Linked DNA regions of Sus scrofa: regions 2 and 3 are each linked to region 1. The links are chromatin contacts, called in public Hi-C maps. All regions are on one chromosome and are shown on one strand. The core of a region is the stretch at or near the end of the contact, and the rest is flanking DNA. Distances in the headings are between cores, read along the strand shown.

Region 1 (3,611 bases), core at 305-2,804:
CATTGAATTGTTTCCAGTTTTTGGCCATAATGACTAATGCAGCTATGGAGAGTCAGGTGCATGTGTTTATGCATAAGTTTGTGCATAAGCTGCCAGTTGTCTTGGATACACTCCCAGGCATAAAACTGTTGGGTTACACAAAGGATTATTGACTGCTGCAATACACTGGGCTCAATCTGACTCAAGGTGAGCAACGTCAGTGGCAATCTACCAAGCAATTTTTAACATTTAAAAAATTTGCTGATTCTATCATTCATGAAAAAGACAGTCTTAAAGAAAAAACAAAACCACCACCACTGCCACCACCATCACCAAACAACTGCTGTCACTGAACCAAAACAAAGGACACATTACAAATAATGTCAGGTTACATGTGACCAGGCTCATTCTTGGACGTTCCTCCAAAATGGAGTTAATGAAACTTCTCACTCATCAATCAACCCCTTAATCATCAATGAATCCCAGGTATCTCCGTATAGGTGCAATTAGACTGAAGGGCCCTTCACCTTCCCTTCCTGTTTACACTTTCACTTAGGTGGAAAGCATGAGAAAATTCAGACAGCCATTACTAGACAAACGGGAGCAAAATCCAAGTGTCTCTGAGGGAGAGTGGGACCCTCGTCCTCTCTCTCCTGTGTATCTTCATTTATAAGCGGAATCATGGAAGTCAAAGCACCCCATCACCATGCTCTGCTCCTTGAGAGTGTGGGGGACCTTGGCAATGGCCTAGGACATATTCAAAGTTTTAGGGCTTACAGCAGACAGAAGTGGCAGATAAATATATACAGGAGCAGAGAGGTTGAGAGGAAGCAAACAGTGTGTGGAAGGGTCTCCCCCAGGGTCAGGGACCAACCTGAGAAGAGGCAGGCACCGTGTCCCACTCATCCGGCTCTCTGGGAAAGCGCTTAGCCTCGTGGGCCTAGGGAGTGCCTATCAAAGCACCCACAAGTTTGCGGCCAGGGTGGGAGTACCTAAGGCCCAGAGGCTTGTCTCCTTCTGACCTTTGGGAGGTAAGGGGATGGAGGAGGGGCGGGCGCACAGAGGCACAAGGGAACCAACAACAGGAAACTCAGCGCCCCCACATTCAGCAGTTTAAAAACCACGGCCTCACCGGGTGCTAAAGACGCGGAGGTAGCAGCAACCTCCGACTCAGGGATCCCGGAGCGTCTGGAATCACGAGGGCTCGCGGGGGTGGGGGCGTGGTGCCTGGATGGCCCCGCCCCGCCCGCCGCCCCTGCGCGCAGCCTGGCGCTGCGTGAGAACCCGAGGGCTCTGTGTCTCGCGGACCCATGCGCCAGCGGCTTGGAGACCAAGGGCAGGCTTTGGCTACCAGCACTCTCCCCCCACTACCCGGTTTCCTTTCCCATTTGCCCGCTGAGGCTTTTTCTTCCTTCTTCGTTCTTTTAACGTTAACTCCTCCGTCCCTCTTCTCCCCTCTCGCTCCCCTCTCCCTCCGCATCCTCTTCCCTTTCTGCCCGGGCCGTCACTCCTTTTCCGTCCTCGTCTCCGTCCGTCCTGGCATTTCTTTACCCCGTTATGCATTTGCTTGTTCATCGTGCCTCCACTTCTGCTTTTTTCGCCATCTCCCACCCGAAAAACTTGTTCCAGCTAGGGGTTCCCACCAGGCCACAGTTGCTCCCCTCTACCCTAGGGACGGCGGTGTTTGCGGGTTCCAACTCCGCTCCCCGAAGCACGAGCGCCCCGCCCAGTCCCTGGCGTGATTCTGAAGCCCTGTCCCCGCCAGCCTTTTCTCCCATCTACTCCGCGTGGGCAGGAAGCAGGCCCGGGACCCCTTTCTCCGTCGGGTCTTCCTCCTGGGATGCAGGGGAAGACCCAGGGAGGATTTGGGCACTGCCCCCCCCCCACCAGGCCCAGTCTCCCGCAGAACCGCACTCTCCACGGAGCGGGTCGGGCAGCCAGTGAAGCGAAGGGGCGGGAGGCAACAAGTGTCGATACGTGCGGCCGGAGGGGCGGCGGCGGGGGGGTGCTGTACCTGCTTGAAGCTGGAGTCAAGGGTGGGGTGGCGGGCGCCAGGCTGACCCTGGCTAAGCACTCCAGGCACCCCCTTCCTTACAAGTGGCATTGGGGATGGAGGGGGAGGGAAAGCTGGGAGAGAATGGAGACGTGGCTCTTCCGAAGTCCGAAGTCTCCCTCCCTCAGGTTTCCCCACCCGCACCCCAAGCTGAGTTTGCTAGGGATGGGTAGAGGGGGCAGGGCAGAAGCTGACGACGTGGAGAGATCTCTGGAAGGTGGGGTGAGGAAGAGCAATTCCCATTTGCCTCCCCCACTTGAGCGATGCTTCCCCCCTACCCACCACCCAGGCCTCCTGGGCAAGGGCCCAGCCTGACCAGCTGGAGCGGATTTGGGCGAAGGAGGAAAAAGGGGCTCCCGAGCCCTCCCCAGCTTCCCTCTGCCGCCCTCCTTGATTGGTTGTGCGTCTCTTGAGCCCAACTTCAGTCGCTCTAGACTCCGTCTGAAACCCAGGGGAGCCAGAGTTCGGCGACCCAGGGCGGGAGGAGGTGGCCACGAATCCCGGGGTTTGCATCCCAGGGGTCCCTGGAGGGAGGGGCGCGGACGGGCCAGCCCCCGCAGACTCCGCGAGGCCCAGCTAGCCGCGTCTCGCGGCCTCGGCTCCTCTCCGCCCCCCGCCCTTTCATTCCCTCCCAGCGGCGGCCTCCCTCCTCCTCCCCCAGCCCCCCCCCACCGCCCGCCACCTCCCCCCGGTTTCTCATTCCTGCCACTAGCGCGCTCGGCGGCTCATTCCGCGGCCGCCGCCAGCCGAGGGGAGCGTCGCGAGCAGATGCCGCGGGGGCAGCTCGCAGCCGCCGCCGACTTGTGAATGGGACCCGGACTGGGGCCGGGGCTGACACCACTGCGCTCGCCCTGCGCCAGGGACCGACGGCCCGCAGCTCGCGCCCAACCTCCAGGGCCCCAGGTGAGGCGCGCCGCCAGTGCCTTCTCTCGCCTCGATAGGGCTTCGGGGGCGGTGGGGGGGGGGGTTGTCTCTGGATAAGAATGTCTGGGGGGGGAGGTCTGACTTGAGAAGGTTTCACTAATGCAAAACAGAATCGGAGAGAAGGGCGGAGGTAAGAGATTTGTTTAAAAATCAAAAAGGAAGAAGAGAGCCAGCTGTGGGCGCGGGCGGCGCAGGGGGCAGAGGCGCCAGATGTGCGCTCCAACCTCTACCCCGGCTCCAGCTTCCTCTGGGGTCTGCTCCGAGGCCGGGGGAGAGGGGCTTTGCACCCGGCTATAACTAGGGGCTGCAGAGCTGCGCTCCGGACACGCCGACTGCCCCCGGTCAGATCTCTGGGGAAAGTCGCCCCCGGCGCGGTGTCCGCCCGCCCGCCCGCGCTGCGCCTCTCTCCGAAAGCGGCGACATGACCGTGCTCTGCAGGGTCCCTACCCTTTCCTCCCCGATCTCCTCCAAGCGCTCCGCGGGACTCCGTCCCTCTGTCGAGACAAGCTAGGGAAGCCCCGGAAAACGGAAGAAACCCAGCATGGGTTGGCGATTCCCCGCACTTTAATAGCGTGGGTTTGGGTCCACTGACTGCGGCTCTGGGGCCGCCGACTGCGGTGCGCGCTCCAGCCCTGAAGCCGGAGTCTCTTTGGGG
Region 2 (3,611 bases), core at 355-2,854, 1.1 Mb before region 1:
AGGGTGCAAAAGCATGAATCTCCCTCCATTCCAGACCCCAGCTTCCCACTTCCTCTTCCTGGAGGCAGTGATCCTGACCAGCTTCCCCACAGCATCTTGGATGCTCTGTGCACGTTAAAGCCTATGTGGCCATACATCTCCTCTTAAATGCAGAGCGCATTAGACAGCCAGCTCCAGCCCTTTCCTTTGACTCAAAAATATATATATAAAAAAAAGTCTTCGAGACTGTTTCGTATCTGTATGAGGTTGATCTGTCTCCAGCTGAGTAGTTAAAAGCCTGGCTCTGGGGACACTGCTCATGCTTGAATCAGGGTCCATCATTTACTAGCTGGCGACTGTGGGCAAATTGCTTAACCATTTTTTTTGCTCCACTCTCCTCATTTAAAAAACAAAGGTAATAATACTTATTTCATGAAGTCATCATGAGGATTCAAAAACAAAAACGCTCCACACAGGCCCTGGTATGCAGTAAATGCTCAATAAATGATAATTATCAAATCATCCCCTCATTGACTTTAATTCTGAAAAATCACAATGTAAACTTGACAACCCCCCTTACCACCCCCCCCGCGCCTTGTAGAGATGCCATGGCAAAGACACAGGTGCCAAGACCCCTCTTACTTACATCTTGGCTTTGCCACTTGCCAGCTTTGTGCTCGTGAAGAAGTGACTTTTCAACCTCTCTGAGCCTCTGTCTAACCCGTCTGCAGGATGTGAGTAACCATATAACCCCTGCAGGGGTGTTGGAGGGTCAGAGGAGATCCTGGCCACAAAGGCACTGGGAGCAGTGCCTGCCTGTGATACGGGTGACAGTACTACTGGTGACAAGGGCAGTCAGTAGCCTCTGAGCATCTACCATGTGCCTGCCATGAGACGTGTGTGGTCTCACCTGGGTCCCCAGGAACACCATTCTGTCCTTCTTTGAGCACCTGCCACTTACCTGGCACTGTTCTGTGTGTTCTGTGCTTCCCCCTGACACAGCTACTGTATTATCTCCATTTTAGTCAAAAGACTGAGGCTCAGAGAGGTTAGGTCACTTGCATAAGATCACACAGCTGATAAAAATCTGGTTTAGTGCATGTCTGTCTCCAGACCTGGAGCCTAATGGGCTACACCTTGTCACTCACTGGGGCTCAGAGGAGGCTGCTTCAGCACGCCCCCCTCCTCCTCTTCCCTCCCACCCCCTTTCCTCTCCCCTCCCATCCCCACCTCCTTCCTCCTCTTAATCCTTCTTTTCTCCTCTCCTTTGTTAATTTCTCTCTTCCCTTAAGTCCTCCTTCCCCTTTGCCAGGACTCTGGAGGTCTGGGTGCCCTCTGGGGGGCCATCAGAGAGAAATATAACAAGCAGCCCCCTCCCTTCAAGGGGCTGCCCTACCCCAGGGCTGCGGGAAAGGGTGTGTGTGTGTGTGTGTGTGTGTGTGTGTGTGTGTGTTCCTCCTGCATGTTTGCCTGCACATACGTGCTGCCTGGGGACACGGATCCGCTCGAATAGTTGTCGTTTATGTGCGATCCATGTCCGGAAAGGCGGCAAGTCCTTTACAATTGCTCTGCGGAGGCAGGAAGGACAGGAAGCAGGAGCAGGTGTGGTTGTGTGGGAGGCAGCTCCCCAGTCCCGACCGCCCTCCTCCAGGGCCCCGCCTGCGCAGCGGAGGGATCCCTGGTGCCCAAGCCCCTTCTCTGCCCACAGATGTGGCTGCCCAGTTGGCCCTGCCGGCCCAAGCCTCTGCCCACAGGCTGTGTGCCCGGGGCTGGAGGAGGCTGTGGACTCACCCACCTGCCTTTCCCCTGTGGCTTCCGAGCTCCGGATATTTCTGAGCTCCTTGGGCTTATCTGGAAATGGGGCTCATAAGATCTGAATTTGGGTGGATGAGGAGTGAGCTTGGGCTGGCTCAGCAGAGCCTGGGGAAGGGTTTCCTGTCGTGGGTTGAGAGGAATGTCTCAGGGTGGTGGGGGCTGGGGGTCCCTGGCAGGGTCCTTGCCGCCAGGCTCTCCGCTGGCCGCCAGGGCAGGTCCTGGCCACGCACCTCGCACATCTGGAAGCAGTTGTCTCCAGCTGCCGGGCGGGGCTCAGGCTGCGGTCAGGGCTGGCTGCCCGTGCTTTGGAGACCTCGGACCCTCAGACATCCCCTCGGAGCAGGGAGGGGAGACTGGGAGAGGGAAGGGAACGGGATACAGGGGGAGTCGGGGGCGAGGGCTGTCTTTTTGTTCTGAAGAACCTTTTGGCTTTTCCCAACACATCAGAAAATCTGGCCGGGAAACTGTTTTTCTTCTGGTCCCACCCATGTCTAAATCAGGCAAACCTGAGCACACATCTGTTTTTGTTTCTAAAGGAATCAAAGGGAGTCCAGGCCTGTACGGGGTCCTAAAAATACATGTTGAAAACTGCTCGTGTTCCACCCTCTCCCGTGAAAGTTTTGTTTCCATGACTTAAAAATTTCCAGCAAGTTGCCATCTCTGCTCTGACCTTCGGCGGCAGTGGGCCTTGTTAAATAGGCCGGAGTCTCCAAAATCGCTGGGGGGCTGGGGTTGAAATGGGTTGGTCTTTGGTCACAGGACATGGTGGAACCGTCTAGTTCTGCGTCCTCATCTTATAGCTGGAGAAACCACCCCAGAGAAAGTCCAACAGCCCGAATGGTCCCTGAAATGACACGATGTGGGAGGGCCCCTGCCCACCCCCAGAGGACAGACCGGAAAGCATCTTATTTGCCACCATGGAGCGTGTGTAGCCTGTGCAGAATGTGGAGACTTTATGGTGAGAGGCGTGGGGGCTGGCCGAGGGTGGGCCTGCCTCTGTACCCCAGGGTTGGGGTCTCCCAGCTCACTTTCCTGCTGAGTGTTGTGGGTGTCACTCGCCTGGGCCCTCAGCTCCCCATCTGAAAATTATAAGAGTTGTAACCATACTGACATGTGTCATTGAAGGAGCATTTACTATGCACACTTCTTGCATTTCATCCCATTTGAAACGATAGCCCTTTTGGGTGGGTCCTAGTGCTGGCTCCACTCTGCAGATGAGCAAACTGAGGCTCCGGCAGGTTACGTGACTCCACCAAGATGTGGAGTCAGGTGTTGGGCCCAGGTGGCCAGGGGCAGATGGCTACTCTGCCTTTTGCCCTCAAACCCGAGGTGAAGATTCACAGGGCCCCTGGTTGGAGAAAGTAGGGCCCTAGTTGGTGTGTGTGTGTGGGGGCAAGTGGACCAGAAGCAGAAGCCCGGTCTTTGGGCACCTCCCAGCAGGCCCCCCTTCTCTCTTAGAGCCCTGCAGCCTGGTGAGTTCACCGGCCTGCAGACTTCACTGCAGGCAGGGAGGCCCACGGCAGCCCCTTCTTGCTGCCACCCTCGGCTGCCGGCTCTGTTTCCCTCCCCCACCATGGCCTGGCACGCTGGCCGCTCACGTCTCTGCCAAAGCAAAATTAGAGTGTGCAGCTCCTGTGGAGAGGGCGGATTTAACCAAGCCTCCTGCCAGGCCCTTGCAAGTGGCTGACAGGGGTGTGGGGAGGGAGTCCAGGGCCTGAGCCTGCGACATTCCTGGCGACAAGGACATCTCCGGGCTGGCTGCTGGCGGCTTAGACAGTGTCCCCACACTGCGAGCTGTTGGAGGATGGCAGGCGCTG
Region 3 (3,611 bases), core at 466-2,965, 1.0 Mb before region 1:
TCCTGTTTGGATTTGGGACCTAATGTATATTTAACAGGATCCAAAATTTGACTGTACATTACAGCATAAGAAACAGGCATACCTTGTTTTCAAGACCTGACATTTGACATAACCGAAATGCCTCTTAAAATGAAAACCGTTCTTTTAAGAGTAAATTTAGTGTTCTGTTTCCAAAACTCAACAAGAGAGAGGGTTTGCAAGCCTGTCTCCACTAATAAGAAAGCTTGGCTGTAGATGTTTTTTTATTTCTAATAAACACAAAAAGTCAATTGGACAGAACAGTTCCTCCCTCTTCTCTTTAGAAAATGACTTTTGAAGTTGTCGAGACGTCTTGATCCGTTCCTTTAGAATTCTGTTCAGGTGACTGCAGTTTCTAGACCTGGTTGAGAGGCTTTGCAGGTGAATTTGCAAGATTATCCTCCCTTGGCACTGCTCACGTGTCCCAACATCCCATAGGGAAGGGACCTGGGCCCCATGGCCCGCTGACCCCTGGCGACCTCTGCACAGGGGCCTGCCGTTGGAAGGCTTTTGACCCATTCTGCTTTAAAGCCAAACCCCCCTGCATTTCACTGATAATTTCGATTGTTGGTTTTTAAGGAATAAAACAGAAACAGGCAGTTTGTTTGTTGAGGGCTGACTTTCAGTAGTTCACAGCAATGAAGCTGCTCCGTTCCGTTTGAAACCTCACCCCAGAAGCATGTCATCTATGAATGGTTTACACCAGGTTCCCCACGAGTGTTTGGTGAGCGATGGGCAAGGGGGTGCCCCTTATCCCAGGATAAAGGGCTCTCTGCAGGGGACCCTGGTCCCTATGTGCGCCAAGGGGAGGGGTGCGCTGCAGTGTGGCAAACAGGCAGTTTTGCTATTATAATGACAGAGAATCTGGGAATGCATTTGCAAACCCTGGCTGGGATTGAACCCCCCCCCCCCAGTTGGAAGATGGTCCTGTGGACAGATGCTCCCTCCAACTCTTTGCTGGGTACGCTCTGCTTCCCTTTGGACATAGAATGCCCTGGATGGAGGCCTGATTTATTTCAGGATCTTTGTTTAGAAACTTTTCGGAAGCAGGAAGTACAGAATTTGGGGGTCTAATATGGACTGGGGGTCAGGACCCTGGATCTGTTCTTTCAGGGTTACTTTCTCTCTCTCTCTGCTTCACTTTCCTCATCTGCAAAACAAAGGCATAGAATTATTTGACCTTGAGTCAAGGTTCAGGATTTGGATTCTTTCTTAAGCGCAAAATTCCTTTCCCACCAATCTCATGGCAGAAGGATTTTAGGCAGCAATCAGTTTCCTTGAAAAAAAAAAAAAAAATCCCCTGGAGGGGTTTCTGTGGGAGCAAGAAACTGCTTGGAGAAAGGTTAAGGGAGAGGCCAGGCCACCAGGCATTCTCCCTGATGAATAAAGCTGGGTGAGCTGTGCCTCTAGGGGCACCAAGAGCTCCAGGAAATCTCTTTTACCCTCTTGCTGGTTTGAAGCTGTCATTTATGAACTTCCCTTTCTCTCCACGGGGAGGAGGGAACCAGAGACAAAAAGAAAGAGAGAGATTTGTGTCTTTTCAGCAGGATGAATGGATAGAGAAAGCCAGAATCGGACTGTAACGCAGAGTCTGGGCTCTGCTTTCTTAGGAACCAGAGCGGGGTCAGCTCTCTGGGGTGAAGGATTCCTGCTGGAATCTTCCAGACTCAGGAAGTGCTGGCTGCTGCCACCTTTGGTCTTACAACTGCAATTCTAGGTATGGCCTCTAGAGGGCGGGGGGAACCAAACTCCAGGGCACGGGACCGGAAGCCAGAGGATTTGTGGGGAGTTCTGGAAGTCTTGAATGGAGTTCCTGCAGGAGAGGGTCCCAGGAGCCAGGATTAGGTCCCTTGCCTTGAGATGGCAGCTGGGGAAATCGAAGTCTAGGGAAGGGAACTCGCTCAGGGTCAGACAGGATTAGAGAGAGAGCCAGGGAGGGGGCAAAAGTCTGCTGGCCCTGAGTTCAGGCCTTTTGCAAACCCTGGTGATGGGGAGGTGATGTGCTGGGGGGCGGGGGGATCTCCCTCAGCTGTCGCCTGTCAACCCCCTTTGTCAGTCACCTTGTCCGTGGTGAGGTGTTTTGGCCTTGAAGTCATCCCAAGAAACAAAGTAAATTCCCTTAGGGTAGAAACTCCCCAGGTTGAGACCTAAGAGCCTGCAGAAAATTTAGGAGTGATTTCTTTTTGTCTTTTGTCTTTTTATGGCCCCACCCGCAGCATATGGAGGTTCCCAGGCTAGGGGGTCTAATTGGAGCTCCAGCTGCCCGCCTACACCACAGCCACAGCAACGCGGGATCTGAGCTGCCTCTGCGACCTAAGCCACAGCTCACAGCAATGCCGGATCCTCAACCCACTGAGCGAGGCCAGGGATTGAACCCACAACCTCATGGTTCCTAGTCGGATTCGTTTCTGCTGTGCCACGACGGGAACTCCCGGAAGTGATCTTGATTTGGAAAAATCTGGGATTCCCTGGAGATGCAAGGCCTTCTGCTCCATTGTCAGCAGGGCACTGGTTCAGGGAAGACTCCCCAGAGGAGGTGACCCTTGAGCCTGAATTAAGAGATGAGCCTGTGTCAGGGAAGGGCCTTGGTGGCAGATGGCACAGCAGGAGCACAGTGGGACAGTTTGAAGCAAGTGCGTTGTAGAAGCGTGGGGCGAGGGGAGCTGCCGTGGCAGGGGTCATGCATGGTGGGCGCTGCACTCCCTACCAAGACGAGGTGCTTTTCTACACAGGCCACTGGGAGCCACAGAGCAACCTGGCTTAGAGAGATGAACTCGCTCCATGTCTGCCCCAAGAGAGTGTCCCTGCTGGCATTTGAAGAGCAGTTGGTTAAGAGCACGGATGCAGCCTCTCCACCCTCACAAACTTCTCCCCCACACGCTGGGCCATCATTCTCCCTAATAAAATAATATGAAGCTCAATTATGCTCCTGTTCCCATGTTCCTGGACTTCATTAAGCACTGAGGGATTAAAAACTTGTATAAATTAATCAATGTACTATAATCCTAAAAATTAGAAGATGAGTCCTTGAGGAAGTAATGTAATACGGGCTTTTTAATTAGCAGGGCCCCCGAGATTCACGGCTCTCCCCTGCAAGTCTCGTGTTTATGAATTGCGTCCTCATTCGCCGGGGAAGGCCCTGCAGACTCCAGCCTGCTCGAAGGAAATGCCAGAAACCCTGCTAATTCCCCGGGCTCCCACCCTCCTCAGAGCCGGAGCCGCAGGATGACAGAGCTGGCCTGGCTTTTCTTTATCCCTCCCAAATGAGAGCTCATTTTTAAAAAGAAACTCAGCAAAAGGATCTGGGGGGCGTGGGGGCGGGCAATGAAGCCACTTCCATCTGTCTTCCTGGCGTGTGGGATGCAGAGGAGAGATTTTGGAGATGCATGGATCTGGGTTCGAATCTGGCTCTGCTGCTCACCAGCTCTGTCCTGTGGGCCCGTCACCTGTCTGCGGAAAGTCTCCTTCCTCCATTTCCTTCCTCTGTCCTGGATCTTTGTGAGAAACGCCTCCTGACGGCAAATGAGAGCTACCTGCAGACCCAGAAGCTTTCCCAGCTACCCGGTCCTTCTTCCTTCCCGACACGGGCCAAA

What was found. A called contact is a pair of places that touch in the nucleus more often than the background predicts.
Region 2: a contact with region 1 is called in a Hi-C map of subcutaneous adipose tissue, with 2.8 times the contacts expected there. The contact joins the enhancer-like site here to the promoter of LOC106507571 in region 1. A contact is called at or near these places in 12 of 47 Hi-C or Micro-C datasets (brain, embryonic fibroblasts, fetal heart ventricle and 8 more) and 1 of 2 datasets of contacts at active chromatin or transcription factors (skeletal muscle).
Region 3: a contact with region 1 is called in a Hi-C map of retroperitoneal adipose tissue, with 2.3 times the contacts expected there. The contact joins the enhancer-like site here to the promoter of LOC106507571 in region 1. A contact is called at or near these places in 7 of 47 Hi-C or Micro-C datasets (embryonic fibroblasts, fetal heart ventricle, fetal skeletal muscle and 4 more).

What each region holds. Positions count from the first base shown.
Region 1 is chr6:25,932,785-25,936,395 of Sscrofa11.1, reverse strand. LOC106507571 reads right to left here and starts at 1,554. Exons shown (of 8, transcript XM_021097535.1): 1 at 1,531-1,554; 2 at 1,112-1,346. The coding sequence starts at 1,554. It also overlaps a transcript of CDH11 not described here.
Region 2 is chr6:27,032,679-27,036,289 of Sscrofa11.1, reverse strand. No RefSeq gene overlaps it. Among named protein-coding and RNA genes, the nearest start is that of CDH5, 74 kb to the left of the region's middle. Within about 2 kb of position 1,604, at least 19 of the 83 cell types and tissues checked have an H3K27ac peak or open chromatin away from gene starts, as enhancers often do. A contact at or near this core is called in embryonic fibroblasts, omental adipose tissue, retroperitoneal adipose tissue and 2 more, where this site is marked.
Region 3 is chr6:26,944,820-26,948,430 of Sscrofa11.1, reverse strand. No RefSeq gene overlaps it. Among named protein-coding and RNA genes, the nearest start is that of CDH5, 160 kb to the left of the region's middle. Within about 2 kb of position 1,715, at least 29 of the 83 cell types and tissues checked have an H3K27ac peak or open chromatin away from gene starts, as enhancers often do. A contact at or near this core is called in omental adipose tissue, retroperitoneal adipose tissue and subcutaneous adipose tissue, where this site is marked.